Regions from separate parts of the Mus musculus genome. Here region 2 is linked to region 1. Evidence: chromatin contacts called from public promoter capture Hi-C data. All regions are on one chromosome and are shown on one strand. Each heading gives the region's core, a stretch centred on a gene start, on an enhancer-like site or on the middle of the called end of the contact. The rest is flanking DNA. Distances are from core to core; before and after follow the strand shown. Region 1 holds the start of Epn2 (epsin 2). Region 2 holds the start of Prpsap2 (phosphoribosyl pyrophosphate synthetase-associated protein 2).

Evidence for each region. Promoter capture Hi-C pulls out the DNA fragments that hold promoters and counts their contacts.
Region 2: a promoter capture Hi-C map of second pharyngeal arch cranial neural crest shows a contact between it and region 1. The contact joins the promoter of Prpsap2 here to the promoter of Epn2 in region 1. A contact is called at or near these places in 8 of 39 promoter capture datasets (the C10 cell line, the HPC-7 cell line, cranial neural crest and 5 more), 3 of 484 Hi-C or Micro-C datasets (all in embryonic stem cells), 2 of 115 datasets of contacts at active chromatin or transcription factors (embryonic stem cells and memory CD8 T cells) and 2 of 9 other capture datasets (adipose tissue and pancreatic islet).

The regions. Positions count from the first base shown.
Region 1 is chr11:61,577,124-61,582,425 of GRCm38.p6, forward strand. It overlaps Epn2 (epsin 2), which reads right to left and starts at 2,564. Exons shown (of 11, transcript NM_001252188.2): 1 at 2,444-2,564.
Region 2 is chr11:61,760,228-61,765,111 of GRCm38.p6, forward strand. Prpsap2 (phosphoribosyl pyrophosphate synthetase-associated protein 2) reads right to left here and starts at 1,861. Exons shown (of 12, transcript NM_144806.2): 1 at 1,727-1,861.

The DNA of each region.
Region 1 (5,302 bases), core at 1,314-3,813:
TGGGTTACACAGTGAGACTCTTTGGGGAATAAATTCTCAGGGTCACTAGGTGCTCATGGCACTCAATCACATCCCATCCACAAGGCAGGAGAACTCTGCACACAGTGGGCAATTGAATCAAATTCATTCTTTTCATGCTTCAGTCCACAAAGAACTCGAAAGTTGCCACTATTAGTGAAATTTAAAACTTCCTTTAACTTCTAGAAGAAAAAAAAAAAAAACACCATTAACATAAATCAGATTCTCCAAAACTTTTCAACTACTTTCACAGGACTCTTATCAGAATCTCCACTCTTGGGAAATCTATTCCTCATTATGAAAGATTACATAAGAGGCAGTCATATTTCCACAGAGAGGTTCTGCAAAGGATGGGCTATTATTCAAGACTGCAAACACCATGCCAGGTATCATCACTTGGAAGTTTCAAATACCTGGGCTGGGGAGAATGCTAAGCAGTCAAGAGCACATACTTTCTAAAGAACCAGAGCTCACTTCCCAGCACCCACTTCAATGGCTCACAACTAAATGCACTCCAGCTGCAGGGGGCATGACACCCTCTTCTGCACTCAGAGGGTACCAACACTATACACTGGCCCCCAGACACACACACTTTTTTTTTTTAAAGTTTCTCGTTTCTTGGTAACTCAGATGTTTGGCACCATACACCCCGCAGCGAAAGGAGACCAACACAGCCCCCATCCTTCTATCTCAGGGCTCAGGGAAAAATCCAAATACTGAACAAAATTACTCAAATCAACCCATGTGGAACAGTACTTTGCAATTCATGTTTATGAAACAACAACCCAGCCACACAGTTACACATAACTAGCCTAACTTTAAAACTAGGAAAACCAAACTTTAAAGTCACAAAAGCAGCCTGGGTGTGGTGGCCCACATCTTTAATATCTCCACCCTAAAAGGCAGATGCAGGTGGATCTCTGTGCATTCCAGGCCAGACTGACTACCCAGTGAGAGCCTGTCACAAACATAACAAAAGCAAACATTCAAAAAAAGAAAAAAAAAACCAAGACCTACAGGTGTTTCCCCAACACAATCATTAATCACAAATGCCCTAAGAAAAGCTGCAGTTCCTCCCAAGCTCGTTTAAATACAGACAAGAGCTTCATTACCAACAATACATAGATGGAAAGCTTAATTACCAATGCAAAGCCGATCACCGAGAGAGAATCCAGTATCTGCCGCTATCACTCTAAATCTAGAGTTACAAGACCACAAAGTTCCCGTTAAGTCTTTCTTATATTACATAATAGGGACATGGATCAAAGAAATTCACCTTTTTCAATCATTTCAACCCAATTTCAATCCCTTCTTCCACAGGGTATTTTCTTGACTGTGCAAAAGAAGAATTCACACTTCTTTCTCATCTTCCCTTGCCCATTTTCTTGTATGAATGTTAAAAATAGCAGGCAAGCGATTTGGGGGAATCCTAAACGTTGAAGAAATCCTTAAGTGTCCCAGAGTTGGGGCTTCCAGCTGTGTCAAACACCCTATCCCTAGATGACCTTGGGCAAGCTAACACATTTTGGGCCTTAGTTCCCCTAGTCAAAAAACACAAGAATAGCTAAATCCTATCTTTTCTGAAACATAGACTTCAAATGCGTTCCCAAGGCAGCACTAAAGTGAAGAGGCCGCTGGGAAGGACTGAGGCCCGAGACCAAGCAACAGACTTACACCGGCCGACCTAGGGTTTCTAGGGAGCTCAGACAATCTGCTCCCCCTGCAAAACCACTGGGCCAACTTCAGGTTGCAAACAAAAACCTGTTGGCCCGGACTCCTCTAGGAATGGCCTGCCTCTCCCAACGCGCTCGGCTCGCGCTCCGACGAAGCCGGCCCACGGGAGAGCGAGGGTCTCCCGGAAGAGGCCGACCCCACGCGCGGCTCGCCCACCCGGACTCGCCCAACAGGGCCGCCAGGTCTCTGCCATCCCACGCGGAACAAAAGGCAGCTGGAGCCTGGCTTCGCCGCCCCCGTCCCCGCTGTGCTGTGGAGTGGGGGCCGGGAAGGGGAATCCAGTCCCGGGGGCGAGAAAGACGTGGGGAAGAGTATCCCCTTCCCCCGGTCCCCTGAGGGAGGGCCGGCCGGCTCGGACCCGGTTCGAGGGGCGAGCACGCTCTGGGGAGGGGCGGGGTTGTTCCAAACTGAAGGCTCTGTCGCTGAGGTGTGAGGCGAGGACAGGAGCCAAAGCCGGGAGGCAGACGTCGCCTCTCTCTCGGCTCCGAGCGGGCTCAGGTGGGGCGGGGCCTGGCTGAGCCGTCCAGCCGGGTGGGGTCCGGCTGGCCGCACGGTGCACGCCCCGGCCGGCGAGGGGGAAGCCGGTGCTCTTAGGGGCGTCCACGCACTGGAAGAGAAGGTCTGCGCGCAGCCCCGCCCCGCCCCGACTCCCGAGCCACCACCACACCAAGCCCCGCGAGTCCCGGCTCACCTCCGTTCCTGGCCAGCGCGAGTGCAAGGCTGCAGCCGCCGGCGACGCGGGAGAAGCGGGAGCGACCCGAGCCTGTGCAGCGTTTGACACCCACACGCCAGCCAACATGGCGGCCGAGAGGGGGCGCGCCGGCAGCGAGCGCGCGCGCGCGAGCCCCGCCCTCCGAGCGCGGAGGCTCCTCCCACACACACTGGCTCCGCCCTGCCTCGCTCCTAGGCCCCGCCTCCAAACCGGTCCGCCCCTCCCACATATGCCCCCAAGGCCTTCTCTAAATAGCTCCTGCTTCTACACAAACCTAACAAATTTATGAAGCCCTAACTCAGAGTCCAACACATCCCCCCTACCTCAACAATTCCCCAGGGCATACATAACTACCTTAACCATCAATCCATGCTCCTCCCTTAAATCCTCAAGCACAGAACCCCGCCTAGCCTAATCAGAACCATGGTCTCCTAGTATTTCCTCTTGCACGTGAAAAATGTTGTGATGAAGAGACAGGAAGGAGGCCAGGTGCCAGACAGGGTTGATTTATTTTGCTACAAGTGCGTTCACTTCATGAAGATTCACTTATGCATATTTCAGATTTGTATACTTTTCTGTGTGTGCATTTCAATAAAAAGGTTGAGTCCAGAACTTTGGCAGCCCAAGTGGTTGAACCCTCGGCCGCTCGAGTCTCCCATGATTCATCAGGATACTGGGATTTAGCAACCCCAACTGCAAGCCTGCAGTCTCACTCTTATGCACCCAACAAAGCAATGTAGGGCCGGCCACATGCCAAGCTACAGCACACAGAGGCAGGCCAGAGATGAGAGCAGAGCCTTATACAAGAAGGTAAGGAGAGTCCTTTCCCTCTTTCCCCAAGAGAGGATCTCAGAAGGGTCAGAACTGAAGGCTAGACCCCAAAACTGCTAGCAGAGAGCCCTCATAACAGGGTCTAGGACATGAATCAGGGCTCAAGGGGAGAGTACAGGGAACTATTTCAGTTGTTTGAATATGCTTGGCCCAGGGAATGGCACTATTAGGAGAATAGGCCTTGTTGGGGTGGGTGTGGCCTTGTTAGAAGAAGTGTGTCACTGTGGGAGTGGGCTTTGAGACTCCTAGCTGCCTGGAAGACACTCTTCTGTTGGCCTTCAATTTAAGATGTAAAACTCTCAGCTCCTCAAGCAGTGTGCCTGCCTGGACTGTGCCCTGCTTCCTGCCATGTTGGTAATGGACTGAACCTCTGAACCTGTAAGCCAGCTTCAATTAAATGTTGTTTTTATAACAGTTGCCAGGCTAGAAAGATGGCTTAGCGGTTAAGAGCACTGACTGTTCTTCTGAAGGTCCTGAGTTCAAATCCCAGCAACCACATGGTGGCTCACAACCATCTGTAATGAGATCCGGTGTCCTCTTCTGGTGTGTCTGAAGACAACTACAGTATACTTAAATAGAATAAATCAATAAATCTTAAAAAAAAAAAAAAAAGAGTTGCCTTAGTCATGGTGTCTCTTCACAGCAATGCAAACCCTAAGACAATTTCTGTAACCAATCTATGCCCAAAAATTTCATTCTGCCTTTGCTCACTGAAGGAGAGTTTGCAGGTCATTGTACTTCTCAGAACCACAAGTACATTTTTCCTATAAAGAACTCACAAATTCACAAGAAAGAAAAGGCACCTGGGTCTCAAAAGCAGGGAATTTAGAGTCCTTTTCTCGGCCCACGATATATTAAAGCTGGAGGCCACCCCTAACACAAGGTCATGTGGTCACTTTTCTTTTGAAAGTCTAGCTGGAGAACATTCTGGATGCTGGAAGCCCTGACCCATAATTTACTGCTACAGTGTGTCCCTGGATTAATGAATGAAATCACATGTTATGTACCTGCTTTGCCATAAAAACTATAGTTCCATTTTGAACTGGCCCATTGGGTTTCAGAAAATGTGATTTCTCTGTTCCTTATCACAAAGTAACAGCCACTTCTGTAACAAAAGACTAGTTAACAGGAGTGGGCAAAATACAGCTGACTTGATCATTGATGTGGCCAGAAGCCTTCAGCAGTAAAGACTCAAAAGACCCAGAGAAAGCTGACCTACTCCCTATGTGTGTTCATTTGATGAAGAATGAGCCACCATACAGAGACATGATTAGACAGAACAGGGTAGCTCTAAGAGAGGAGACCAGAGAGGTTTGCCTGTTCTGATTCTCTTTATGGCTTGGCTTTCTAGATATATACAGAACCCATTCTGAATGCAAGGTCTAGTGACCTACAGGCTAACTTACAGAACTTCTCCATGGACAACACAGAAAGATTGTCTGGGCTTTGTGGCTGATCTTGGTGGAGAGGAATTCTAGTTTCTGAGGCTCAGCTTGAGGGATGAAAGAGCATAGGATATAGAAAGGCAGGGAAGGGTCAGAAAGAGACTTTGCTGGCAACACCTTTCTAATGTCCTTCAGTTCAAAGTACCCTGCATGTCAAATGACACACTGGGGACCCAACAATCTCATTATAGAGAATGGAGCTTAGAGGAAAAGAGAACTGTCTTGAAATAATAGTGCCTTGCCCCATTTACAACTCCAGATTGACAATGACAGCAGCCTGGCAAGGGTGGAGACAGCTCCATCCTCTGGAACAGCCTGAAAGACTCTCCTCAGAGGCTTCTGCTGAGGTGAAGCCGAGACCCACGAGAAAGGTCAAGGTCTGAGAACGAAGCGGAGAAGAAGAGCTCCTCACTTCAGAATTTGGATGAAATTTTTTGCCAGCTAAGAAGCAAAAGTTCCACCTCGATTAAAAATAATTAATAACATTTGCTGGGAAGCTTCAAAACATAGAGTATTTTATAAAGAAATATTTTGGGCTGGTGAGATGGCTCAGTGGTTAAGA
Region 2 (4,884 bases), core at 611-3,110, 180 kb after region 1:
AAAATAAAAGTTGAGGCCTGGCCATGGTGGCATACACCTTTAATCCCAGAGGTTGGGAGGCAGAGGTAGGCAAATCTCTGAATTTGAGGCCAGCCTGGTCTACAAAGAGTTCCAAGATAGCCAGGGCTGTTACACAGAGAAACCTCCGTCTCCAAAATAAAATAAAGTAAAATAATTGAGAAACTGCAGGGCAGAGATAAAACCACATTACTCTTCCATATTCTGTGGTTACTGGCATTTTGCTTTCTTATGGCTAATGCTGTTCTGAGAGTTTTGATTTTTTGTTTTGTTTTTGTGACAACTTGGGAGAAGCAGGAAATAAATCTAAAACTATTTTAAATTTGGAGAAGTAACTTTTATTCATTTAATGTGTATGGGTGTTTTCTCTGCACACCGCGTGTGCCTGGTACTCTTGGAGACCAGCAGAGGGTGTCAGATTGGGTGGGTCTAGCATTAGAGGTGGTTGTAGGCTGTCACGTGGGTGGGTGCTGGAACTGACTCAGTCTTGAACAACTAGTATTCTTAACCAGCCAGTTCTCCAGCCCCCACACCTGGGGAAGCAGTTTTAATAGGAAAACAGGTTTGACATTACTTCCCAGACTTTAACGAAGTCATACGAGGTAACCTCTTCCTCATAACAGTGGCCCCTGAAGGACAGAGTGGGGTAGCAGTCTGATATGCAATACAGTTCCCTGCATACAACAATAGGTTGCGACTCTCAGTCATACAGAGCATGACTTGGCAACCTGATGAACTACAGGCAATAGAATCAAATACCCAGATTTTGAAATGTCTATTGCAAACATACCTTATCAGAAAAAAAGATACATACTAAATGCCAAAGAAAGAGCACAGAACTATGTTTTGGTGTTGTCAATTCTTGGAGCTTATCCCAAGTATAGAGCTATATTGTCAATGATAGAAAGTACAATTTAAAAACAAAACAAAACAAACAAACAAACAAACAAACAAAAAACCCCCAACAACTTTGTAGCCCTGTTTGCCAGGAACTCGCTCTGTGGACCATGAGCCCTCAAGATCCTTTCACCAGTCTCTGAGATTAAGGGGTGTGCCATCAAGCCCCACAAACTGCAAGATTATTTAAGAACAGAAACACTGGTTCTATGTTAAACCACAGAGTAGCTAATGAATATAATGTGCATATCTCTGCAAAAATTGGATAATAATGATACAAACTACAGCAGTTAAAAGACAAGAAAGGTTTCCTATAGTGGGGCTTAGGGGCACGCACCTATTTTATTTTTATTTGTGCATTTAAATTGTTAAGCACTAGGGCATGAGATGGGTCAATGGCAGGCCGCTTGCATTGCTTCACCTTGCATTCGACTCCAGAACCGCAAGAAAAAAAAAAAAAAAGAAAAAAAAAAAACATAAAACATTAGAACTCACACTTCCTCAGGCCTCAAAGCTCGGTTCAGTATTTTCGTATCCCTCACAAAAGCTAAACACCCAAACTCTGCCAATATCGATATAAGAAAAATAAATCCTTATCAATAATGTAACAGATTGAGGAAGAGATTTTTCTGCAGAGTATCTTATGCCGCTCCTCCTACGTCTGATTGGAGCCCAATCATCCACTAAGGCTGGTGGAGCCGAACACGGGGCCCCGGGCTCGCCCCGGAGCAACAAGGGCCATGGCTCCCGCCCGGCACCGCGCGAGCTCGCGGGGCCCGCCGTCCGCCCGCCGAGGCTCCCGCCCGCCTACCTGGTCCCGACCCCAGCCCGGCCCGCCGCAGCCTCGGCTGCCGAAGGAAGAGAGCACAGAGCTCCGCACGGCGTCTTACAGCAAAATGGCGACTCTAAGCGCGAGAAAGTCTTTCGAGACTGCGAGGCCAGGGGCGGGGCCTGAGGGCAACTGACTAGAGTGGGCGAGGCCGTCGAGGGGCGTGGTCTGGAGGAAGAGGGGCGGGGCAGAAAGTGGGGTAGAAGGCAATGCATTTGATGCTGTGGGCGTGGCCGCCAGAGTGGGCGGGAGGATGTTGTGTGGGCGTGGTCAGACTCGAGGAAAGTGGGGGAGAATTAGAGTGGGCGTGGTTGGAAGTGTGGTTAAAATTCATAGGTTCTGACTGGGTTCAAGTCTTTACTGTCCTGCAAGACTGAGCAAGTCACCTCTTTGACCTGAGTTCTTCTGAAAAAGAGATGACAGCAGTACCCCCATCTCCTGGGGTTGGGAGGAGTGAGTGAGAAATCTGCGAACCTCTTGGCATGGTTCTTAGCATACAGTCGATGAGCAGTTATCATTCATAATTATTCGCTTTGTTGTCCCTTCCTTCTTTTCAGTGGTTAAGAGTATATACTGCTTTTCCAGAGAAGCTGAGTTTGGTTCCCAGAACCAATGTCAGGCAGTTCACAACTGCCTGTAATTCTAGCTCCAAGTCTCCCTGATGTCTCTGGCCTCCTCAGCCACCTGCACTCATATAAACATAAACATATACAAATAATTAAACATTCTAAAAGTTAGTTTTTTAAAAAATTGTAGCTCTGGGTGACCTGGAACTCACAGAGATCCATCTGTCTCTGCCTCCTGAGTGTTAGGATTAAAAGGGTGGCCATCATTCCTAGCAAATTGGTTGCTGTTGATATATCATTGCTGAATTCTTTATACCTTGAAATATGGTGATCCCTATTTTTTAAGGGGCTACTTGGCCCTTCCTCTCTTTCTTTTTTTTTTAAATATTTATTTATTTATTATACAGTAAATACACTGTAGCTGTCTTCAGACACTCCAGAAGAGGGAGTCAGATCTCATTACAGATGGTTATGAGCCACCATGTGGTTGCTGGGATTTGAACTCTGGACCTTTGGAAGAGCAGTCGGGTGCTCTTACCCACTGAGCCATCTCACCAGCCCCCAGTGATCCCTATTTATAACATAACAAACATATAGTGCATGCCAGGTATCAAGGCATTATTTATTATTATCTATATTTTATATTAATATATATTAACAGTAACTTTCAGAAATGGGGTAAGACTTATCTCTATTTAATTGCTGTGGGTACTCAGATGCCAGTGACAAAGCAATAGATAGGCACCACCTGCAGTGCCTTGCTCCATGTGTATACTTAAAGGCTCTCATCCACTGCACTTCCAGTTCACAAGTGAGACAAGCAGACATTTATGGGAGGATGCACAGGTGGCTAGAATTAATTATCAGAAGGCTGAGGATGGTTAGAATTCATAGGAGGGCTTGTGGGTAGCTAGAATTCATGGGAAGTATGCACGAAAACTGAAAAGAAGCTGTGTCTGGCTGACTGATGACAATTTCAGTACTGTGGGGGAGATTGGGATGTTGCAGGTTCAGAGGCTAGTTTACCTTTTCTTGGATTAATTTTGGCCCTCTGGAACAGCCATTTCTTTTTTTTTTTTTTTTTTTTTTGGTTTTTCAAGACAGGGTTTCTCTGTATAGCCCTGACTGTCCTGAAACTCACTCTGTAGACCAGGCTGGCCTCGAACTCAGAAATTCGCCTGCCTCTGCCTCCTAAGTGCTGGGATTAAAGGCGTGCGCCACCACCGCCTGGCTTGAACAGCCATTTCTTGTCCACCTCTGTGTCGGAGCCAACATCTTGTGACTAATAGAAATAAGCCTTTTGAATCTATTAACTTACTTGATGGCAATCTTAGCTTTTGGATTGGTGGGAAGAGTGGTTAGCTACGAGAAGCCTCCCCCATCTCGCTGGGCCCGCCTCTCTGATACATCCACTTCTCTTAGTGTTCCTACCTTTCTAGTGTACCCATCTCTCTGACTCACCCAACAATGCTTTATTTATTTATTTATTTTTGGTTTTTGAGACAGGGTTTCTCTGTATAGCCCTGGCTGTCCTGAAACTCACTTTGTAGACCAGGCTGGCCTTGAACTCAGAAATCCGCCTGCCTCTGCCACGCCTCCCGAGTGCTGGGATTAAAGGAGTGTGCCACCACTGCCCGGCCCAACAGAGCACTTTAAACTTCATTTGATAACTTTCTTTGTTCTGTAAAACTATTTTTAAAAAATTCATGAACTCACTTCTACATTAGAACACAGAATTTAGAGAAACCCAAATCTGTGTTCCTGAGCCAAGGTCACTCAAAATGGCTCCAAAATAAACTACCTCTTATTCTTCTTAAGACGAAAGCTTGTGTGTGTGTGTGTGTGTGTGTGTGTGTACATGTACACAAAGCAGAGGAATAGAGTAGCCATCAGGTCTCTACTGACTAACGTTATTTTATAGGCAAAGAACATAAGCATTTGAAACTCTGAATTCTAAATTAGGTAAAGGTGATAACTTCACAAGTGAGTTTGATATTCTTGCTTTGCCTCACAGTTTTCCTGAGACATGTCTCTTCCACAACACTTTTTAAAAGTTGTACTCAAATGTATTCCTTAATTAGACATTAATTTTAAATAATTTTAACTATTAAGATCCTAATGTAGTTTACATCCTCCTCTTCCCTCTCCTCCCTCCAGACCCTATACACTCTGCCATGCTCTTTTCCCACTTCATCCCCTCTTTTGTCTCAATTGTCCTTACATGTGTGGAGTGGAAATGTAAGGGTTCTTCGGAAAGTCGGTTGGATGGTGTTTGCTGGGGCAAACGTGAAGAAACGTCTCATTAAAGTGGACACGGATGTGAAAGGCTGAGGCAGACTCATGAAGGAAATGTTGTGCTGACGCAGACACAGGAGAGGGTGTTCCACTAAAGCAAGCATGTGAAAGGACACGTGATGGAGGATTCTTTGCTAACAACGTGCGTGTATGGATCTGCCTTACATTGCGTAGTTGAGCTGCATTGTCAGGATGTTATAGAGAGAAACACACAAAAAACTTCTGGTGGTATGCTACACTTCCAAGGACTCAGGCTAGCCGGGCGTGGTGGCACATGCC